2 separate regions of the Mus musculus genome follow, and region 2 is linked to region 1. A link is a contact called in public Hi-C data. All regions are on one chromosome and are shown on one strand. The core of a region is the stretch at or near the end of the contact, and the rest is flanking DNA. Distances in the headings are between cores, read along the strand shown. Region 1 holds the start of Gcn1 (GCN1 activator of EIF2AK4). Region 2 overlaps Gcn1 (GCN1 activator of EIF2AK4).

What was found. A called contact is a pair of places that touch in the nucleus more often than the background predicts.
Region 2: a Hi-C map of pro-B cells shows a contact between it and region 1, with 1.9 times the contacts expected there. The contact joins the enhancer-like site here to the promoter of Gcn1 in region 1. A contact is called at or near these places in 17 of 39 promoter capture datasets (the 3T3-L1 cell line, 3T3-L1-derived adipocytes, the C10 cell line and 11 more), 3 of 15 datasets of contacts at CTCF or cohesin (the NIH/3T3 cell line, large pre-B cells and pro-B cells), 130 of 484 Hi-C or Micro-C datasets (the 3T3-L1 cell line, the 4T1 cell line, the 63-12 cell line and 68 more), 29 of 115 datasets of contacts at active chromatin or transcription factors (the 230-238 cell line, CD8 T cells, the HPC-7 cell line and 14 more) and 5 of 9 other capture datasets (adipose tissue, embryonic stem cells, embryonic tail and 2 more).

Annotation. Positions count from the first base shown.
Region 1 is chr5:115,563,700-115,569,852 of GRCm38.p6, reverse strand. It overlaps Gcn1 (GCN1 activator of EIF2AK4), which reads right to left and starts at 4,590. Exons shown (of 58, transcript NM_172719.2): 1 at 4,547-4,590. The coding sequence starts at 4,564. It overlaps Rplp0 (ribosomal protein, large, P0), which reads right to left. Exons shown (of 7, transcript NM_007475.5): 7 at 6,124-6,153.
Region 2 is chr5:115,599,271-115,605,157 of GRCm38.p6, reverse strand. It overlaps Gcn1 (GCN1 activator of EIF2AK4), which reads right to left. Exons shown (of 58, transcript NM_172719.2): 34 at 2,526-2,772; 35 at 1,824-1,945; 36 at 1,034-1,148; 37 at 161-340. Among named protein-coding and RNA genes, the nearest start is that of Mir7029, 21 kb to the right of the region's middle. Within about 2 kb of position 2,462, at least 5 of the 459 cell types and tissues checked have an H3K27ac peak or open chromatin away from gene starts, as enhancers often do. A contact at or near this core is called in pro-B cells, where this site is marked.

The DNA.
Region 1 (6,153 bases), core at 3,341-5,840:
AGTCAGACAACGGCAGCTCTCAGGTTCAGTTTCTCTAACGAAGGCAATTAATTAACAGCTCTTAACTCTTGGGACTAGTATGGCAACTAATTCTAATTCACTCAAAAAGCCTACTACCATTAATAAGCCTGTGGGGGCAGCACCAACAGGCCCATCTCCCACTTCCACAGTAAAAGCCTCTGCCTCAAAGCGGAGCCAGTGCCACAGCACCTGTGTTCTCAGAACTAACCCTGAACCCAAGCTCGTCTATAAAAGGGTGCCAAGGCGTCCACAGCCTCCTTCAACTGAGTTAGCACACACGCAGTATGTGAACAGTCTGAGACCCCGGGGAAACCTGCTCCTGAGCGGTAGTCTGCAAACTTCCTGTGGCAGGCTGCAGGTCCACAGGGCAATGGACGGCTCCGAGCGGGGAAGAGGACACTGGTTTTGAGGGCAGTTCATCCACAGGAAGTTTAAATCAGTAACTTGAGTCAAGGGCACAGACAATGAACAATGCCTTCTTTTTACGTGTACTTTGGAGAAGGGCAAACGTTGAGTGTGGAGATTAGGGAACAACTTGTGGGAGTTCCCCACAGTGGGTCCCGGGATCGGGCTCACCGGTTCCTGCTTTTTCTTTTATGCTTAAATTCCTACTCTAATTCTCTAGGGAATGGACACGGTGGTCTCCAAACTATTTCTTGCTTTTTGATTGTTTGTTTGTTTGTTTGTTTGTTTTTGGTTTGGTTTGGTTTTCTTATGGCCCTGGCTGTCCTGGAACTCACTATACAGATCAAGCTGGCCTTGAACTTGCCTGCATCCCCAGTGCTCAGAGAAAGGAATGTGCCCCCACGCCCGGCTGGCTTTGGTAATTTAAGTGTCCTTTGTTCTCACTTCCATACCGGCAAAGAGCCCAGGAGCTCCAGATCTGTCCCCCAAGCCTGAGCCTGGCCAGCACTTCAGTGTCACCTCCACTGTTCCCAAACATGGAGGTGCTTGCAGTGAGACTTTTGTTTTCCCGCCAGTGGCCTTCGGACTCTGACCCCACCACTCTCTCCATCCCATCAATAGCAGTCCTCAGGGTCACAATGAGCCAGCTGCGGTGATTGATGCTGGAACTGTACGGAAACAGTACCGACACGACCTCCATTTAATGACTGTGTTCCTCATTCCGCCTAGAATGCCTTTCCCTGGAGTTAATAATTGCCCTTCCCACGATCCTGTTTGCGGTGTTCTTCCTAATCTTATTAATTATTCAACTCAAATTCTTGGTTGTGTGTCTTTATTCCGGAAGATTCTGCCCTTCGTCCAGGAGCCTGTCTCCCTGAGTTCTCTGTTCTTCCATGTGTAAGGTAACCACCACAAGTGCCCCCAGGGTCCGTGAAAAGGCTCGAGCCTCATAGTCAAGTCTGCCATGACGCAGAACTCCATGCTGAAATCACTGTCCTTCAGAACACTGAGGCGACTGTACTCCTCCACTGAATGCTAACCTTTACCTAGGGTTGGGAAGACCAAAGCTGTTGTAATATTTTTTGTTCTGACATGGTTGGTCGCACTATGTACAAGCAGGCCTCCAACTCTAACCTACTGTGTTTGGTTCTAGGAATGCCTGGTTCTGCTTTGATCTTTTAGAAGGGATCGGGTTTTCTGTCTAGAAACTTCTAGGCCTTTTTTTTTTTTTTTTTTTTTAAAGATTCTGAAATTTCATGGTCAAATGCTTTGCTGTAAGACTATTTTATCCACAGTGCTGAGAACTCTGGTCTGGAAACATCTCCATCAGTGAAGGATCCTGATCCCGTGAGCTCTGCCTTTCAGAGGTTCTGCAAGGTCTTCCCGTTGGTTCCTGAGTTTCCTAGCTCACGGATCAGGAGTCATTTCCTTCAGTGTTCGGAAATCTGTATCTCACGGGGGACGGGGTGTGTGTGTGCACACCCTTGATACCAAGGTTGGGAGGCAGAAGAAGAGCTCTCTGAGTTTGAGGCCAGCCTGGTCTACAGAGTTCCAGTAAAGCCAGGGTTACACGGAGAAACCCTGACTCAAAAACCAACCAACCAAACTCTACCTCTTCTCACGTTCTAGCCTCCAGACTTGGCCACTGCTGCCTGTGCACTGCTGCTCCCACATCCATTTGCTGGGTCTGCCTTGCTGTGCTGGGGACCAGACAACAAGGCTTGAAATGTACATGCCAGACACAAGGTCCATCACCGAGCCTGCCCTCCGCCCTAAAATATCTTGGAGGAGGGATGCTAGGGATGGAACTCGTGGATGCCAGACTCCACCACTGGGTTCCCACACAGCCTAGAGAGCATGCGCATGTGTATGTGCACCGTGCATGTGTTCAGATGTTCACATGCCATGGTGTGTGTGTGTGTGTGTACACACACGTGCGCTCATGCGTGCACAGGTCAGAGGACAACTTTCAGGAATCAGTTCTCTCCTTCCACCAAGGGATACAGGGGTCAAAACTCAGGCCATTTTGCTGGCACATCAACAAGCACTTTTACCCAATAAAACATCTTGCTGGCCCCGTATTATAATTTTTTAAATGCTTTACCAACCTTACTGAGGTTTGAGAAAATAATGCATATGTACTACCCTCTGCCTTCCAATATGGTAACATTAAACTTCCTTTTATTTTCTTTATTTTTTTTTTTTAGAGACAAGGTCTTATCACAGTGCAGCCTTGGATGGCATGGAACTTTGAGAGATCCTGCTGTCTCTGATTCCCGAGTACTGTGACAAAAAAACAAAACAACAAAACCCCTGTGCCACCACGCTGGGCAATAACAAAGCATTAAACTCATAGTGATAGTTCTCTCACAAATATGCAGGAACTTTTCATATTTGACAAGGAAGTCGAAGCTCTTTTCCTTAATCAGAAGTTGCCAGATTAGGAATAGCTTGTTGCTCAGCCCTTGCCCAGCAAGCGTGAGGGCCCTGGGCTGGGTCCCCAGCGCTACAAAGTAAGATAGGAAAAGTTTCCCACTGGAAACCTTATATGCTAAGAGCCTCTAGGAGTCACACTGGGCATTGGAAAGATCAGCTCTCACACCTCCCAAGTCCACCGATATCTCTGCAGACACCACTGCCCAAGAGAGGATTTTCTGAAATGACAAACCTGATGTGGCTGCTCTGAAGACATGAAGGACAAATCACTTGAAGCACAGGTGGAGAACCGAATTTTTAAATTTCATTTAATTCTGACGAACTTAAGTAAGCTTTACGGCTCTTTTGATAGCACAGTTAGGTAACCTACTACTAAATAACACAACTCTAGGGAGAAGATTCTTAAATATTCAGAAACATTAAGTAACTTCCCTTCTTAGGATTCACTAAGACGCAGCTCTGTCTAAACAAATTACCAAACCCTTTTACTGAAGACCCTTGCAAAGCATCTTTTTAATGATCAGGTTAAATGGCTCCTCTTTGGCGGGCCTTGAGGATCAAACATAAAAATCAATTAATCTCACCCCAGAGACTCAAACTGTTTTTTAAATACGTTCCTGCCAGGCAGGGTAAGCCCCCCACCCACCCATTAAGAAGCCACAGGCAAGATGGCTACAAGTTCAAAGCCAACTCACTATATATATATATTTTTAATTTGTTTGTTTCTCAAGACAGGGGTTTTGTGTGTGTGTGTGTACCCATGTCTGCCTGGAACTCCCTCTGTAGACCAGGCTGGACTGGCACTCAGAGATCCACCTGCCTCTGCCTTCCAAGTGCTGGGATTAGAGACGTGCCACCACCGCGCCACCACTACCTGGCCTTGATCTACATTTTTGAAAAGGGAGGGTGGGATGGAGACATGGAGAGAAAAAAAAATTATGTTTCTTATTTATTATTTCATCCTTCCACGAGGCTACAAAAGAGGCTGAGATGGAGAAGGGGGTAGCCTCAACGCCTCCCTGAACTGCAAGGTACCCACAGGTGTGAACGCACAACGGTGTCACGACTCTTCGCAGGTGAAGACATTTTGAGATCTCACCCAGGACCCAGTTAACACCCAGCAAACCCACATGGGACCCTACTATTTTGTCTCAATACATCTTCCCATAAAATAACATAGGATATCGGTATTATCACCACCACCAAATGTTAAAAGGACCGAGACCCTGAGGGGTGATGTCATTGATCCAACGCCTTGACGAAACCAACGAGCGGAGGCTCAACTCCGAACCCGTATGGACATAAAAAGGCTACGCTCCGAGTGTGGGCACAGAGTCGGGGGGCCTCTGCATCGCCCCGCGGGCTCCGGAGAACCGTAGCCGACGCCGAGTGTAAGCTCTGCCACCGCCGGGACCCGCACAGCCCCAGCACGGCACCCGCTACCCCGAAGCCAAGCGGATGGCAAGATGCTCGAGTCCAGGGTCGCTCTGCTCGCCCAGGCCGGCCGGAGCCTCGAGCCGCGAGCAGCCGCCGCCCCCTTCCCCCGCGCCGCCGCTTCCGTCTGCGCCCTCCGCGGCCGTGGGCGCCGCAGCCTCCGCCCGGGCAATCCCGCCGCCCCACTGCCCGCGCTCCGGGTCCGGTCCCCGCCGCCCGCCGCGTTGGCCGCCGCAGCCGCCCGCCTCACCTGCGTGTCCGCCGCCATCCTGCCGGCGCCCAGTCCGGAACCGCTTCCGGAGCGCTTCCGGGTCACAGCAGGGCCCACGCGGCAAGGCGAGGCCTGGCGCCCCCGGGCGGGAGGGCGGCCGCAGGTCGTGCTCTGCAGCCCCTGGGCGCGGGATCTCCTCGATTCGGCCTCCCCCGGACAGCGCCCTGCAGCTCTGGCATCCTTGGGGGGATCCCGGGTCCAGCACCGACACCCCCCATCGTGCTGTTTCCTAGGCCCCAGGAATGAACCCAAAGACTAGTCTCAGGCCCAAGAGGCTTGGAGGTTAGAACAGGTGATGGTGAGGTACGCGGGAGGGATGCAGGGATGACCCGGGAATTGCGTGACCTGCTGGGAGCCTCAACTGCAGACAGCTAGGGACAGGGTTGAGGAAGAGTTCGATGTCTTAGGACAATTATTGAATTTTTACTATAACTCAAGAGTGTGCTTGGAGAATGCGGTCTCCAGGCTTCTTGGCCCTCAGCAGTGGCAACTATACAGATGGGGGGCCGGGCGTGGTGTCGCACGCCTTTAATCCCAGCACTCGGAAGGCAGAGGTAGGCGGATTTAAGGCCAGCCTGGTCTAAAGTGAGTTCCAGGACAGCCAGGGCTACACAGAGAAACCCTGGGGGGTGAGGGAGGGAGAAGAAAAAAAAATATATATATACACACACATAGATGTATAGTGACGTCACAAGGTTAATGATAGCAATAGGGCATTGCATTTGATACAGTATTCACCTACTTGTTAGAGCCCATTTTTTAAATCCTCAGCTTTTCAGACTTAACACTTACTGAATGCCTATATGAACCAACATCAAACTACTATCGGGTTAGAGGTTGCAATTCTAGGGTAACTTTTTGTCTAGTTACCTGTGATGCACAGGCAGTATTTTAGCTCTTGCAGCAGCTTTTTACATAGCAAGTTATTCTAGTTTGCACCCCCGATTAGTACATCAAAGCAACCCTACATGCACACCTTAGTGGCTAGTTATTAACTGCCCCTGTATTCAAGACTTAATCTACCAAGAAAAAACTTTAGCCAGCACGTGGAAACTCAACTACACATCTAAACTACACAAACACAAGTATAACTTCATTACTAAACACACAGCAGTGACTCAATTACTGCAGGCAGAAGGCTGAGGCAGATCAACTTCTACACCAATCCTCATCTCAAAAGGCACAATCAGGCCCGAGTTCAATCACCACTCACCTGGATACTCCTTGCCATAGCTCAGTATCACCATCTCAGGCCCTCTCAGACTTCAGTCCTTAAACCACGCCTAGCTCAAACCCAGCCTTCTACCCCTGCCTCAGCCTTAAGCAACAGGGCTCTGGACCTGCATCACTCTGCCTTGGAGCAGTAAGGCTACCTATGAACAATGGCTTGGACATCCAGTGATATACAGAAAGCAGACCCAGATACCAAACCATATAGATTTGGTATGGCTCATAGGTCTCTTAACCATTGAGCTTAGTATACATATATATTATGTATACATATGATATATATCCAACATGGACTACCATAGGAATATAAAGGCCAGGCTTGGGGCTTGATGACATACACCTTTAATTCACACCTG
Region 2 (5,887 bases), core at 1,213-3,712, 37 kb before region 1:
TCAACCATTTAGTCTAACTAAGAAAGGGGCTTCCCAGCACTGAATATGAATATTTCAATATGGATGTATTTGTCCTCAGAGAGACAGTCAGTGGACGTTCCCTAGAGCATCCAGGAAAAGGGATGCAGGCAGGGTAAGTGCCCTCACAGGAGAAGCATACCGAGAATCTCCGGGTTTCTGATGACAGAGCCAATCTGCCTGAGGGCCTGCTGTCCAGCCTTCTGCACTTTGACGTGGGAGTCTGTCAGCACTTCTGTGAGCTTGGGCACAATGTTGGGCAGGCAGGACGACAGCTGCTTAGGTGCACAGTACGCCATTGCCCCGAGCAGCTCTACGGACCCTGCAGACAGGAGACACGCGTGCAGCACTGAGACACTCGACACTCACCAGCACATTTTCTGTAACTATAATTGTGGGTGGTGCCAGCCCGGGCTGGTGGTCCTGGATGTATAAGCAAACAGGTCAAGCAGGCCAGGAGGAGCAAGCCAGTGAGCATCCTCCTCTACGGCCTCTGCGTCAGCTCCTGCCTCCAGGTTCCCGCCCTGACTTCTCTGAGTAATGGTCTCTGAGTAATGGACTGTGATCCCAAGTTCCCTTGGGCCATGGTGCCTATCACAACAGAAGAGACCTAGCCAGGGCAGCAGGAAGACCTAGTTTGGTCCTGCAGGTGTTCCAAGGGTAAGTCACTGGGTTTCTCAGGGCTCAGGTTCCACATCCACAAGTGAGGAGATCATTGTTCTCTGTGCTGTTTCAAACTGTAAGGCAAAGAGGCCTGAAGGACAGAAGGGAGCCTCTGCAGGAAGGACCCAGGCCCTGCCCTCCCTACCAGAATCTCCATCTATCTGTTCCAGAAGCTTCCAGACTACAGCTTTCAAGCTCGGGATCTCCCCAGGGCTGTGGCTTCTGCATGAAGCCTGATCCAGGAATCAGAGCCCTAACTCTACAGACTGCCGTGTCCATACACAGGAGCTGTGACTACTTGTGTACCTACTGAGGGTCATTTTCAGGACAGGATGGAGGGGTGTGGCCTCACCAGCTTTGGTCCTCCAGGACTCCTCCTCCAGGGCAGCTAACAAGGACGGGAGCACCAACTTCACACCGTGAGCACTCAAATTGCTCATCACAGCTTTGGCACAGTCATCTGCAGCCTCAAGGGAGGAGAGAAGACAGTCAGGGGCCTCCTTGTCAGGGCAAGCACTGAGCCCGCCACTGACCCTCGTGTCCCTACAGTCACCAAGATGGTGGTTTTGTTAGACCCTGTGCCAAGTTCAGACAAACAGCCACACAAATCTTAAGGAGCTTCCGTACTAGGACTAGAGAGATGGCTCAGCAGTTAAGAGCACGTGTCTGGGCCAGACACTGATGGCATTTAATCCCAGGACTTCAGAGGCAGGCAGATCTCAGAGTTCAAGGCCAGCCTGTTCTACAGGACAGCCAGGGCTACACAGAGAAGCAACTCATTTAGCAATCATGAGGACGGAAGCTTGGACACTAGGACCACGTAATAAGCCAGGACATCATGTGTGTGCCCATATGAAGGGTTAGCTGGGGTTTGCCAGTTTCCAGCCCAGCTGAAAGGGGATAGAGGGCATCTGACAACCTCTTCTAGCTCCTGGAATCTCCTTATGTGCTCACACAGGCATACACATAGCACACATGCACACACAAATAAAATCCTCAATGCATCAGGGAACCAGAGAGAAATTCATAGCGGTAACCCAGGTAGGCACCGACAGGCCTCTGGCAGCAGGGGCTGGAACCCATCTTAGACCCCTCCCTGACCAAGCCTGCCTGGGAACAGTCCATTCTGCCCCCAGACTTACCTCGCGCACGTACTGGTTCCCATCCCCAAAGCACAGCAACAGATGGGGCAGCACGTGGACCACATAAGGCTCGAAGAGCTTCCCCAGCATGGTACAGAGCATCTCGAAGGCAAACAGCGCTCCTGGGGAGAGGATGACAGGAGGGCTGAGAACGCTAAGGCCACCAGGCTCCTGGGACCTCCTCAGGCGACCGTAGTCATGGACAGACTTAAGTGCAGCCGCCTGTCTCAGTCCTTGGGCAGGGATGTGGCAGAGGGCGACAGAGGAGGAGGCAGGGGAGTTTCCAACACTTTCTAGTACCACTAGGCAAGCCTCTCTCTGCTGTGTTAGAAGTCATAAAGCAGGTAGGGGAACAAGTTTATATCCCTGCACTCTGGAACCTGAGGCAGGAGGATCACCAAGTTGTAGGCTGTGCTTGGTAACTTAGGGACTCCTTAGCCTGAAACACGGAAATAAGAAAGGCTGGGGCGCAGCTCGGCAGCAGAGCAGCCTGCGTGGAATAGCTGAAGCCTGGGGTTCAGCCCAAGCAGTGCCAGACAGAAAAAGGGCGAAGTGCAGGTCAGCCCCACCATGGACAGGGCTGGGAGGAGTCCCACCTGCCCTCCCTTTCTCTGCTGTGTGCGTGCGTGCGTGCGTGCGTGCGTGCGTGCGTGCATGGGCACCCACTTCCTGTGCCGTCAGCCCCGGGCTCAGGGGACCCACCCTCTCGCCTTCGGAAGTTCTTCTTGTCCTGGATAGCATCAGTCAGCGCGGCCATCATCTCCTGCTGCTTCAGGGAGAGGATGCCCAGGCCCTTGACCAGGCCCGCCAGCCCGTATGCCGCCCCTTTGCGCTCCGCATACTTGTCCGACTCCAACAGCTGCTGCATGAGCCGCTGGATCATGCCCCCAGCATCCTCCTTGACAGCAGGCACGAGAGGTGGCAGGCAGCTGGCCACAGACTCCTGGACCTGCGGGAGCAGCCGTCGTCACATCAGGGACAGCTGAGCCCAATCTCACTGCTCCAGTGTCAAACAAAGCACCTGAGGAGCAGTGAGCTAGTTCCACAGTCATTACGACACACCCGCTCTACAGTGCAACCATCAACAAGAACCCTATAGTGCTGTTTCGGGTCGAAACCATAGCTCCTTAAACTGAGGTTCCCAGCCCTACATGGGGCCACACCCTAAGTCAATGTAGGGGTTGTGAGACACTAGGAAACAGTAAACATTTCTGAATATACACCAGCCAAACACTAATTCCAAATCTAACACATAAGACTCTGAGGTGTGAGCCGGGCGTGGTGGCGCATGCCTTTAATCCCAGCACTTGAGAGACAGAGGCAGGCGGATTCTGAGTTCGAGGCCAGCCTGGTCTACAGAGTGAGTTCCAGGTCAGCCAGGGCTACACAGAGAAACCCTGTCTTGAACCAACCCCCCCCCCCCAAAAGACTCTGAGGTGTTCCTGACAAAGCCCAGGAGTGTCGCCTCCTGTGACGTCACTGCAACCTCGGTCTGAACACACACAAATGCACTTTATCCTGAGCGTGCTGCACACCAACAGCAGTAATCGCTGCTCAGCCCCTCAGCTTGCACTGAGACCACTGTGTGGCACGGCAACATCTCGCTGTGTGTATCGGGTTTTATGCACTTAAGAGAATGATCCTGGCAAAAAACGAGAGACTTCAATGCTTTCCTCGCAGGGTTCCTCAGTCTGTGAGTGTCAGATCACTACAGCTGTGGGTCCACTGCCTTAGAACACTTACTTTTTAAAATCTGTTAGTCAGTCAGTTAGTAACAAGTGGTGACACACGCCTTTAATCCCAGCACCTGGGAGGCAGACACAAGTGAATCTCTCTGAGTTCAAGGCCTGGCAGGTCTGCATCAGGCCAGCCAGGGTTATAGAGTGAGACCCTCATCACACACCCCAAGAAACCTTAATTAGTTAATTAAGAAGTGATTGTACCAATGACCAGAGTTTCATTAAGAAAAAAAAAAGTAGTCTATGAATTTTGGCTTGGGGTTAAAACAACTTTCTGATTTCCAATTAAATATCTATGTAAAAGGGGAGGGTGAGGGAGAAAGCTCAGCCAAGTAGATGACCTGAGTTCTATCCTGGGAACCCACACTGGGGAGACCCTACTCCTGCAAGTGTCCTCTGATCTCTACACAGAGGCACGTGCCTCCTCCAACTAAACTAATAAGAAAAATGCCAATTAAAAATATATGTGTACTCCAGGACAGCCAGGGCTATACAGAGAAACCCTGTCTCGAAAAACCAAAAGAAAAAGAAAAATTAAAAAACAAAACAGGCCCGGGCAGTGGTAGCACACGCTTTTAATCCCAGCACTTGGGAGGCAGAGACAGGCAGATTTCTGAGTTCGAGGCCAGCCTGGTCTGCAGAGTGAGTTCCAGGACAGCCAGAGCTACACAGAGAAACCCTGTCTCAAAAAATAACAAAAAACCAAAACAAAACAAAACGGGGGGAGGGTATAGGGAACTTTCAGGATAACATTTGAAATTTAAATAAAGAAAATATCTAATGAAAAAAATATTAAAAAAAAATGTGTGTGAGAGCCTGCCACTTTGTACTACGTATTTATGCAAAGTAGCATTGTTAGCACTGATTTAAGTCAGAAATCAACTCAAACTGAAATTCTACATCCTAAGTAGTATCAACTATTTAGGCAAAATTTGTTTATTTAAAAGTAAATAAGCCCCCAGAGCTCGTGTCTCCAGCTGCATATGAAGCAGAAGATGGCGTAGTCGGCCATCACTGGGAAGAGAGGCCCCTTGGTCTTGCAAACTTTATATGCCCCAGTACAGGGGAATGCCAGGGCCAGAAGGTGGGAATGGGTGGGTAGGGGAGTGTTTGTGTGTGTGTGTGGGGGGGGTTTCTGGGGGACTTTTGGGATAGCATTGGAAATGTAAATGAAGAAAATACCTAATAAAAAAAATAAATTTAAAAAAAGTAAATAAGCGCACCTATCTCATTAGTATGCAAATCTGTTTTAAGCTCTAATAAATGATAATCATTTCATAGATACCAAAGAACTGATTTTAACTGTTACGGTTTATTACCACAGACATTTGATTTGCATACCTATTTTATATACATAAATGCCCAGCAATGAGTAAAATGTCTGTGACAAGAAGGGTTGTAAACTTTAGAAGTTGAAGCAACCCCGGTCTGAACAAAGACCTAAGGCCCAGGCAGCAGGGAACGGGGGTCCACCTGGCAGCGTGCTATGGCACTGTGCCTGGATTAAACAACCACATCTCCTAGTTCCCACACCTACCAGCGTCACCAGGGAATGGTGCTGGGTGTAAGAAAACCAGATCCAGGCGAGGAGAGAGAGATGCGCTGAATCCTACGTTCCAGCCACAGAGCCCAGCCACAGAGCGCACGCGGCAGCTGCCTAAGCTGCCCTTTGCGGTCAGACTCTGATCAATCCTGAAACTGTTTCCAACTGTAACTTTCATGAGGACACTCGGGGTGTGAAAGATCCAGTATGTCAATCTCAAGGAATTAGATATAAATGCATGGTTTCCAGACAAGAGGAAAAGAAAAGTCCTTGGGAGCATGGGTCAGAGAGACCTTACAGGTACCTGTAATGTGTAGCCAGCACACAGAGAGGCCAAGGGGAAACCACAAAGGGATCCTCTCTGGGGTGTGGCTGGTTTGAGTTATGGTCTCACTACATGGCCCTATCTGGTCTACAGATGCACCTCCTCTGCAAGATTAAAGGAAGGCACTGCCATGTTGGCTTCTGTATGGAGTTTTCTTTGTTTGTTTGTTTGTTTTTATTTAAATCTTTGTGTCTTCAATGCAAGATTTAATTTAAACAAACTCAAGCATGCATATACATATCTTCACACATGCACATCTGTACACACTCATGCATGCATGTATGCTCACACACATACACATTCCAGAAAACAAACCTCTAGTTAATGAGTAGGAAGTGCCTGGGTTCTCCCTGGAGGGAAGATGGCTGCTTTCTGTCAGCCTACTCAGCAGCTAGCACGCTACAGCCTACCCAGGATGGCCTCCCACCTGCAATGACCCAGGGATCCCCAATGAAAG